Regions from separate parts of the Rattus norvegicus genome. Here region 1 is linked to region 2. Evidence: chromatin contacts called from public Hi-C data. All regions are on one chromosome and are shown on one strand. The core of a region is the stretch at or near the end of the contact, and the rest is flanking DNA. Distances in the headings are between cores, read along the strand shown.

The links. A called contact is a pair of places that touch in the nucleus more often than the background predicts.
Region 1: a contact with region 2 is called in a Hi-C map of the A7r5 cell line, with 2.1 times the contacts expected there. The contact joins the enhancer-like site here to the promoter of Reep3 in region 2. A contact is called at or near these places in 2 of 12 Hi-C or Micro-C datasets (the A7r5 cell line and Schwann cells).

What each region holds. Positions count from the first base shown.
Region 1 is chr20:21,726,940-21,731,341 of GRCr8, reverse strand. No RefSeq gene overlaps it. Among named protein-coding and RNA genes, the nearest start is that of Reep3, 240 kb to the right of the region's middle. Within about 2 kb of position 1,276, at least 9 of the 93 cell types and tissues checked have an H3K27ac peak or open chromatin away from gene starts, as enhancers often do. A contact at or near this core is called in the A7r5 cell line, where this site is marked.
Region 2 is chr20:21,489,691-21,494,212 of GRCr8, reverse strand. It overlaps Reep3 (receptor accessory protein 3), which reads right to left and starts at 1,518. Exons shown (of 8, transcript NM_001106386.2): 1 at 1,370-1,518. The coding sequence starts at 1,401. It also overlaps a transcript of Jmjd1c not described here.

The DNA of each region.
Region 1 (4,402 bases), core at 27-2,526, 240 kb before region 2:
AAAAAAAAAAAAGAAATCATCATCAAAAGGAAATTTTTAAAAAACTGTGTTAAATCTCTTTCAGGAAGACAAACCCTCCTCTGAGAGGCACAGGGCTGGCAGCCCCTCTTACCTTTTCACAGATGAGACTTCTGGGGAAATTCCAGTTTCTTGGAGAGCATTGATTCAATAATCTGGTAGCCAAAAGGGGGGGGGGGGGCGCTCCCAAGTGTTTCTTCAGATTGCCTTCGTTTCTGCCAGGACAGGCGCAAAAGGAGAATGGGTGTCCACACACCAACTCGTGACCTACTCAAACGGTGTGGAGAAAAATGGAGAAACCACTTCCTCCCGGCTCCCCTACACCGATAATGATGTCTTAGTCATTGTCATGTGCGTCTACAGGCTAACATCTGAGGACCGGCTAGGAGGAGGCTGTGAAATAAATTTTAACATATTTGGGTTTTTTTTTTTTAGTCTATTTTAAAATTTGCACCAAGCACCTTAAACAAACGAACAAAAAATCTTGAAAGCAGTAAGAGAGGTCATTTATTCAAGGAGACAGAGCAGTTAATTAAATAAAATAATAAAAAAAAACAGCTTTGCTGGGTGTGCATTTTAATTTGTCCTCATTGCGTTGTTATCAATTACCAAGCAAACCCATATACGGGAAATCGTCGTCTTGGGGAAGTTTTTTTTGTTTGTTTTTTGGTTTGGGGTTTTGGTTTGTTTGTTTGTTTGGGGGGCTTTTTTTGCAAGTTGAGTAGCTTGTTAGTGGAAATCTTTTCTTTTCCAGCCTCTGGCTGACTGAACAGCGTGTCAAATGAAAGAAAGTTTTTTTGGTACTTAGTTTGGGCAATGCTGAAAATCACCAAACGCAGTTGAAAATAATAATCAAGTCTGCCAGTAGGGGGCGCGCGAACCAAATTTAGTAAACGCTTCAGAGAAGGGCGTATACGGAAGGAATGGATTAGGGAACACAGAAAAAGGAAGAGCAAAGTCAAATCTTCAGAGTGAAGCTTCTGCGGGTTCGAGAGTGCGGACCTCAGATGCTCAGACGGAAACTTCCACGGACTGTGGAAGGAACAAGACAATCCATCTAACGCCTGTGTTATCACTTCTCCCCTTATTTCTACAGCGCATTTTTGCTTTTGCTCGTTTGGTTGGTTTTGCTTTTTACACAATGCTAGGTGTCTGTCTCAAATGCCAGCTAATATTCACGTTCCTCAATTCTCCAATACACCTGAGTTTCATGATTCCTAGAACTCTGTCCCTTGACCCCGACATTGTAGTAAATAATTAACTCACATGCAATTTTACTGTTTTCTCTTTGAGACAAGGGCTCGTGTGTTGTGGGATAGCTTCCAAGAGTGGCCCTGAATTTCTAATCCTCCTGCCTTCACCTCCAAAGTGTTCAAGTGTTTGGATGACTGGCTTCACCACAACGCTTGCTTATGTGGCGCTGGGGTAGAACCCAGGGCTTTGCGCATGCTCAGCAAGCAATCTACCAACCGAGCTACAACCGCCACTCCCGCTCTCGCAGAATTTAAAAGATATCCTTTGCTACCCAAGTCACTTAAGTTTTACTGTCAGTGAAACATCATGCACTCTATTAATCAAGTACAGATTGTTTTCCCTTAAGATAGGCAAAATTCAATCTTTTTTTTTTAAGACAAGACTCCTTCCTCTGCCTACAATTTACGAATCCGTCTATTTCCAACAGAGTCCCTCAAAATTCTGCACCAGCTTTTCTCTCAATAAACAACAGGTCCTCGTCTCTTAAAATAGTATCGGGCATGAGGGATGATTCTGCTTTTGCAAATACTGTTTGCATAGCTGAGAAGACATTTTTGAAGAACCGATGCTCTTTGAAATGTGGCAATAGTTCTTCGTCTATTGTCTAGGCGGAGAGGAAAGGCCTTCGGAATGAATGGCTTGGAAAGCTCCCCCCCCCCAAAAAAAGTGTTAGCTTCAGATAGTATGTTGGAATATCCTGACTGGGTAACTTTACAAGGCTCCTCCTGACTTGGCGATGATCTTCCTTTGTAAACTGGAAGAGCAGGACCTACCTTTCTGAGTTGTTTGGGGTAGGGCGGAAGGAATAAGTCGAGTCTACATCGATAGACGCATGACTGGTGAGGTGTTGTTATTCCTCATGAATGGAAACTAACATTTATGCTTACCATGGACACAGACCAACCCCAACTCCTAACAAGGAACCTCAGCTAACATAACCCGTAGTACAGATGGTCATAGGTCTTCTCTGTGACATTCAGAGTTCAGGGCAGTGCCACGCAGCCATCCGCTCCCCGGAGGATGCAGAGAGCTGTCTAAAAAGCTGCTATCTAGGTGCAGTAAGAGATTAGGGCCAGGGAGTGTGTGCTGTAGCTGGAAACAGACAAAGACTGAAAAGAGGAAAACCAAAGATCAGAATGAGCCGACGATAAACTCAGAGACAGAAGCAGTGAGGAATCGCAGAAGTAGTAAGGAACAGAAGGTTTTGTTTTAAAGCTCGTGGATATCCAGAGAGAGCAGAGGAAACAGATCCAGGCGATCGTACACTCCAATGCATAAACATGGACACACTCATGCACACACACTCAGGGGCTTCTCTGAAAAGGTAATGATTAGAGAACAGAATCCCAGCAAAGGAATTAAAGTCAATCTGCTCTGTTGAGAATATACTTGAGGAGTTGGGGATTTAGCTCAGCGGTAGGGCGCTTGCCTAGCAAGCACAAGACCCTGGGTTCGGTCCCCAGCTCCGAAAAAAAGAAAAAAGAGAAAAAAATATGTAGAGAATATACTTGAAACTGAATGTAGTAACTAGTGGTGAACTCAGAAGGCACTTGGGAGGCAGAAGCAGGCAGATCTCTGGGTTCAAGACCAGCCTGGTCTACAAGAGTGAATTCCAGGATAGCCAGGACTTCTCAGAGAAACCTTGTCTCAAAAGAGCAAAAGCAAGCAAACAAATATACTTAAGGTCTGGAGAGATGGCTCGAGTGGTTAACAGCACTGACTGCTCTAACAGAGGACCTGAGTTCAGTTCCCAGCACCTACATTAGGCAGGTGACCCACAGTCACCTTTAACTCCAGTACCAGGTGATCTGATACCCCCTCTGGTCTCTGTCAACACTCACACATGTGGCATACATACATACAAACATACACGCATACATTCATACACACACAGACATATACATTTAAAAATAAAATCTTAAAAAAACATGTATCTGAGAGACCATCAAGTTGGTTCACGGATACAGGTGCTTGCAGCCAAGCCTGACAACATGAGTTTGATACCCTGGACCAACCTGATGAAAGAGAGAATTGACTCCTGCAAGTTGAATTCTGACCTGCAAACACAGGTCATCACTCACACACACACACACACACACACACACACACACACACACACACACAATATAATTTAAAAGTTAATAAAAACAATACACGTGATGATCTAAAAGACATAGCCAAGACTGTTTCCCCAGATACAGAGTGAAAATTCAAAAGCGAAAGTCCTGAGAGCAAAGACGAGATTTGGAGGCTCCATGCATGCACCACTAAGACCACACCTGCACGACAAGACCTGCAAAATCAGGGCCGGGCACAGGGACACTCATCTGTGTGCCCAGCACTGGGGAGGCTGAGGCAGGAAGATGGCAAATTGGATGCCAGCCTGGGCTACATGGTAAGTTCATGGATGTTCTGGGGTTACATAGTAAGGTCCTATCTATACATACATACATACATACATACATACATACATACACATACACACACACACACACACACACACACACCACTCAAACACTCTGCAAATTTTAAAAAAAAAAAAATCAAAGGAATTATGCAGGTTTCTATGAAAAAAATTCTCACCAGTATCAGACTTCCCATAGCATTATTAGATGTTGGGAGACAAGCAAATTAATATTTCGTGGGGTTGTAAATTTTTAAAAATATTTATCTATTTTTATTTTATGTGTGTGGGTATTTTGCCTTCATGTATCCAGTGCCCACAGAGGACAGAAGAGGGTGCGGAAACCCCTAAGATGGACTTGCAGATGGCAGTGAGCTGCCACGAGTGTGTAAGAATCAGACCATGGTTCTCTGAAAGAGTAGCCTGTGGTCTCCTCCTCCTCCTCCTCCTCCTCCTCCTCCTCCTCTCCCTCCTCCTCCTCTCCCTCCTCCTCCTCTCCCTCCTCCTCCTCTCCCTCCTCCTCCTCTCCCTCCTCCTCCTCTCCCTCCTCCTTCTCCCCCACCCTCTCCCTCCTCCTCCTCTCCCTCCTCCTCCTCTCCTCCCTTCTCCTCTTCTCCCTCCTCCTCCTCTCCCTCCTCCTCCTCTCCATCTTCCTCCTCCTCCTCTCCCTCCTCCTCCTCTCCCTCCTCCTCCTCTCCCTCCTCCTCCTCTCCCTCCTCCTCCTCT
Region 2 (4,522 bases), core at 269-2,768:
ATTGCAAATGGTCAAAGAGATCAAAGGACAAAACCAGCTTTTTAGTGGGGGCATTTAGTTTGAGGGGCTACGCAAAAATAGTTGAGGGACTTCTGGTTGGCTAAGAAAGTATGCCTGGATTATGTGGAAACGAGAAGATTGCCCCGGAAAAGGCTAAACATAATTTGAAGGCACCTGTGGTATAACTTTATTTGTTTGTGGTTTTAAGATGAACACAAGAAGTTAGGAGGCTTCAAAGGACATTTTATGAAAGGTCGAGTTTTGAATGCATTGCAAATTAGGTAACCTAGTTCACTTCCAAATGAAATAAAAGTAAGTTAGAAAATTTAGCTCCTTCTCCATAGTGAAATAATAATGATAATAATAATAATACTACCCAAGTAATGTAACTTTCTCCCTACAAATTATAAGCTAATCAGCGAGGCCTGTTAACCTCATATAAACATTTCATTAAGGTACTCAGATGACATTACTGCTACATGAATAATGAATCCCCGTCCCCAGGCTCCACCTAATTTACTGGCCTTTATTTGGTGGCTTTGCTTTAGAGCACACAGGGTAAGGTGGAAGATGGGAAGAGAACCGGTTTAACTTGTATCCAAATACCTTTGCAGATTATAAACAACTCAACTTTTTCCCCCTCTTCGCATCCGCAGCTCTCGTTTGTATCACAATCAATGAATAGATGAGATGACCCGAACAAAAGGGACTAGCACCTGCGCCTTCCGCGTCGCAAACATTTCTTCCCACACAGGGCCCTCCTGGTCAGGGTTTGGCCGACCTTTCTAGAGCAAGCTCCTTCGCGGGTCACCTCGGGACCCCTGAGCACGACTCTGCAGCCTGGGCTCTGACACGGATCTCTCCTCCTCCTCCTCCTACACGTGACCAAGCGGCGTGCGCCGCGGACAGACACCGCAACGCGGTAGACCTGGTGACAAAGGCTCGGGCGCATCCGGAGCCCCGCCGGCCTCCCGCGCTCAGCGTCGGCGGAGCCTGCGCAGGGCGGTGCCGCGCAGCGCGGGCCGCGGGAGCGGGAGCGGGAGCCGCAGCCGGGAGCGCGCCGCGGAGCCGAGCAGAGCCCGCCGCGCGCAGCGCCGGGCAGCGGAGGAGCCGAGGAGCCGAGGAGAGCAGCCGAGGAGCGGAGGGGAGGCCGAGGAGAAGCGGAGCAGAGCCCGCCGCGCGTCGGGGAGCGGCTCCACGGAGCAGAGCCCGCCATCCGCCCGCCAGGCAGTCTGCCCGCCCGCGCTCTGCTGTTCCCAACACCGCCGCCCCGGAGCCCCGCAGCGACTCGGACACGGGTGAGCAGGCCGCGGCCCGTGAGCTCGGCCCCGGCAACCGGGCCCCGAGCGCCTTCCCCGCCCGTACTTACACCACGGCTCGGGAGATCATCCAGGACACCATCTTTTCGGCCGCTGGGCCGCTGACCGCAGGCCGCGCGCTCCTAGCTCGCGCTCCCCGGGGCCGCGCTGGCGCCCTCGGGAGCCGGCCCGGTGTGTGCGCGCGGTGCCCGGAGCCGCCCGGAGCCCGGTCCCCCGCCCGTCCGCCCCCGCCCGCGGCCCCGCCGGCCCTGCCGGCCCCGCCCCTGCGCTCCGCTGATAGGCGGCGGCTACGGGACCCCGGCGGGCGCTGCGCTCCACCGACCTGCGCGGTCACCTCGCTTCCCCGGGCCGGGGGACGCCGGGCGGGCGGTGAGAGCGCGTGGGAGCCGAGGCCGGGGTTGGGGGAGCCGGGATTGGGAAGTGTCTGGCTAGGTGCGGCTCCGGTGCACACCGAGGCTGGGTAGTCAGGGCCTACCACAGGCCCGGGTTGGCACCGCGAGGCTCGTGGTGCAATGCAGGGGCCAAGGGAGAGCGTCGGGGGTCACGTTTGGAGTGATGGGTTTGCAGGGATGGCGAGGCTGCTCTGGGCTCCCTGGGGTACCTTTTCCATCAGCATCAGCCAACTCCTGAATTGCCTGCCACAGCCTAAAACGTGGACCCAGGATTTCCGACCCGTGCTGTTGTTTACAAGTGTCCTTAATTTTTCTGTCCTCTCTCTGTGTGTGTGTGTGTGTGTGTGTGTGTGTGTGTGTGTGTGGTGTTACCTCTTCCACTGTCCAAAAATTTAAATTTTGGCGTGAGAAGTGCTGGATTGGGAGAATGACCTTTAAGTTACTGTAGGTGTTTCTCCCCTTGGTCCCCTGGTGGAAGCAATAGTAAAAGTTCTCTAAGCTAGGAAGAATAATGTCTGTAATGCGGGGCTTGGAGCCTTTAATTAAAGTACTAGAAAATATGATGGCTCATTCTGGGACATACTGTAATTTAATCTTTTTGTTCCCCAGTTTCCCCATAATAAAAAGAGGCTAATAATACTCTAGCTTACCTCCTGCTTTTCAAGGATGATGTAAGGTATTGCTAATTAATGTGTTTAGGAAGGACTCGGATTTGCCTGGGATGGTATCAAGGGACCAGAATAGGTTACTGTGAGTTCCTTTTAGTCCAGGAGGCCTATACATTAAGAATTTTGGTCATTAGAGAACGCAGCAGGCGAGGCATGGGGGTGATCTCTTGTGATCCCAGCACTTTGGAGGCCGAGGCCTGCCGGATTTCCTTCCACAGAACCAGGAAGAAGCTCGAGCTGCCTTCTGCTCTTTGATTCCTTTTGCTTATTCGAAATAAGAACGCGTTTATTTCATGGGCTGGAGCGATAGTTTGAGGTATTTAGTTTGACCATTATTCAGCGTTATTGGGAAGTTATGTTTACCGTCTAAGCACTTTTTTTTTCTGGCACATGCCTTCCATGTCCTTCCATGGGCAGAGGTCCTATAATGTCTTTATTTTACAGCCCTTCCGTTCTCACCCTTCATATACCTTCCCCTTCTTTCTTTCCTGAACCAAGCTGTAAAATCATGCCTTTGACGGAAGTTCATCTTTTTTTTTATTCCACATTCTCTACCTTTCTGACCCCTTAATTCCCCCTCCCCCAACAATTATATACATTTTCGCGCCCCCCCCCCCAAATTATTTTTTAAGTTTCTGGACTCCTCTCACTCTCCGGCATTTAGTGTCTTCTCCTTCTTTTGCCGTGATGGTTCTTGTTATTGTTTGCAGGACACGGCCCCCTTGTTCCTATTTCGAAAAGCCTTGGGTTGTAAACCACCTACCCTGTGTTGCTACAGTGTTGTTGAGTCATCCTGCCGCCCCAGACAGCCCAGGAGTGTTGATTCTCTTTGGTACCATGGAAACGGAGGTTTAGAGAACTTAACTCTTTAGCCAGTGATCGCATAGTTCATGGGTAATAGAGCTGAACTCCAGTACCGTGACTAAGACCAGAGTTGGGTGGGAGGTAGTTGGTCCAGGGGGATTGCTCTCTAGGGGAAAATTAGCAAGCTTTTCTCTTTTCTTAGTGGTTGTGATTGGCATTAACCACTAGCAGGTGTTGATGGGTTTGGGGATGCTGTGCACTCTGCTGTGTGTGGGACATCCTGAACAAAGACTCGTCCTGTGTTCTTCCTGGCTTAGGAGTAGCGTGCTTGGCATTCCTGTAATATTTGTAATTATCTGAGCCTGAATTTCCACTTTATAAAGTCAGAGTTTTAACCAAGACTGGAGTTTCTTGTCTGTTTCTGCACACCCCTGTTGTGTAAATTAAGGGAAGGTTGTGCTCACAACTTGAGTGGAAATTGCTGACAGTTTTGCCACGTCCAGTCATTCCCAGGTTTGCAATGCAGTCACGTCCCGTTACTAATCATTTTGTTCCCATCATTCATATGTTGGCAGGCCTTTTTATAACTTTTTTTTTTCATTCTCCTTTCCACTTACCGTTTTATCATTTAGATGATTTGTTTGAAGCTGCCTGTCCCAGGAGTTATTTATTTCATTTCAGAGCGGCAGTGTGTTACTGAAGGACCAGGTGGAAGTTGATATGGCTGAGATCTATTGACCTAAATAAGAGTCAGTCCATCCAAGGAGGAGCCTCTTGTGGGAAAGCGCCCAGCTTTTAGAGGTGGCTGCTTGCTGGTGGTTGCTGGACCTCAGATACTTGAGATCTGCTAATTGATGGCCATTAGATACATGCTTTAGTCCTATGTGAGAAAAGGGAATATGGTGTCTTCTGCCCAGCTGTGTGTGCGTGCGGGTGCACATGTGCACGAACCTCTCCCACGAACCTGTGCTGCTTGCACCAAATGAAATGAAGGCCAGAGGGTGTCAGGCATCCTATCTTGTTGCTCTCTGCTTTATTCCTTTGAGGTAGGGTTACTGTGACCTTGGAGAATTCATGTTTTCAACTAGGCTGGTCCCCTGCAAACCCAATGGATCCTCCCTTCTCTGCCCCTCACCCCATGCACTGGGGTTATTATAAGACCGTGGGTAACCAAGTCCAGCTTATGGGGCCGGGCCACGATGTGGGTGAGTGGAGTGGGGATGCTGGGGTTGGAACTCTGGCCTTCACGGTCGAGCAGCAGGCATGTTTAACCACTGAGCCTTCTCTAGCTCTGAGTAGCTTGTATAATGTCTTACTTGGCTTTCCTGCTACCTTTCCA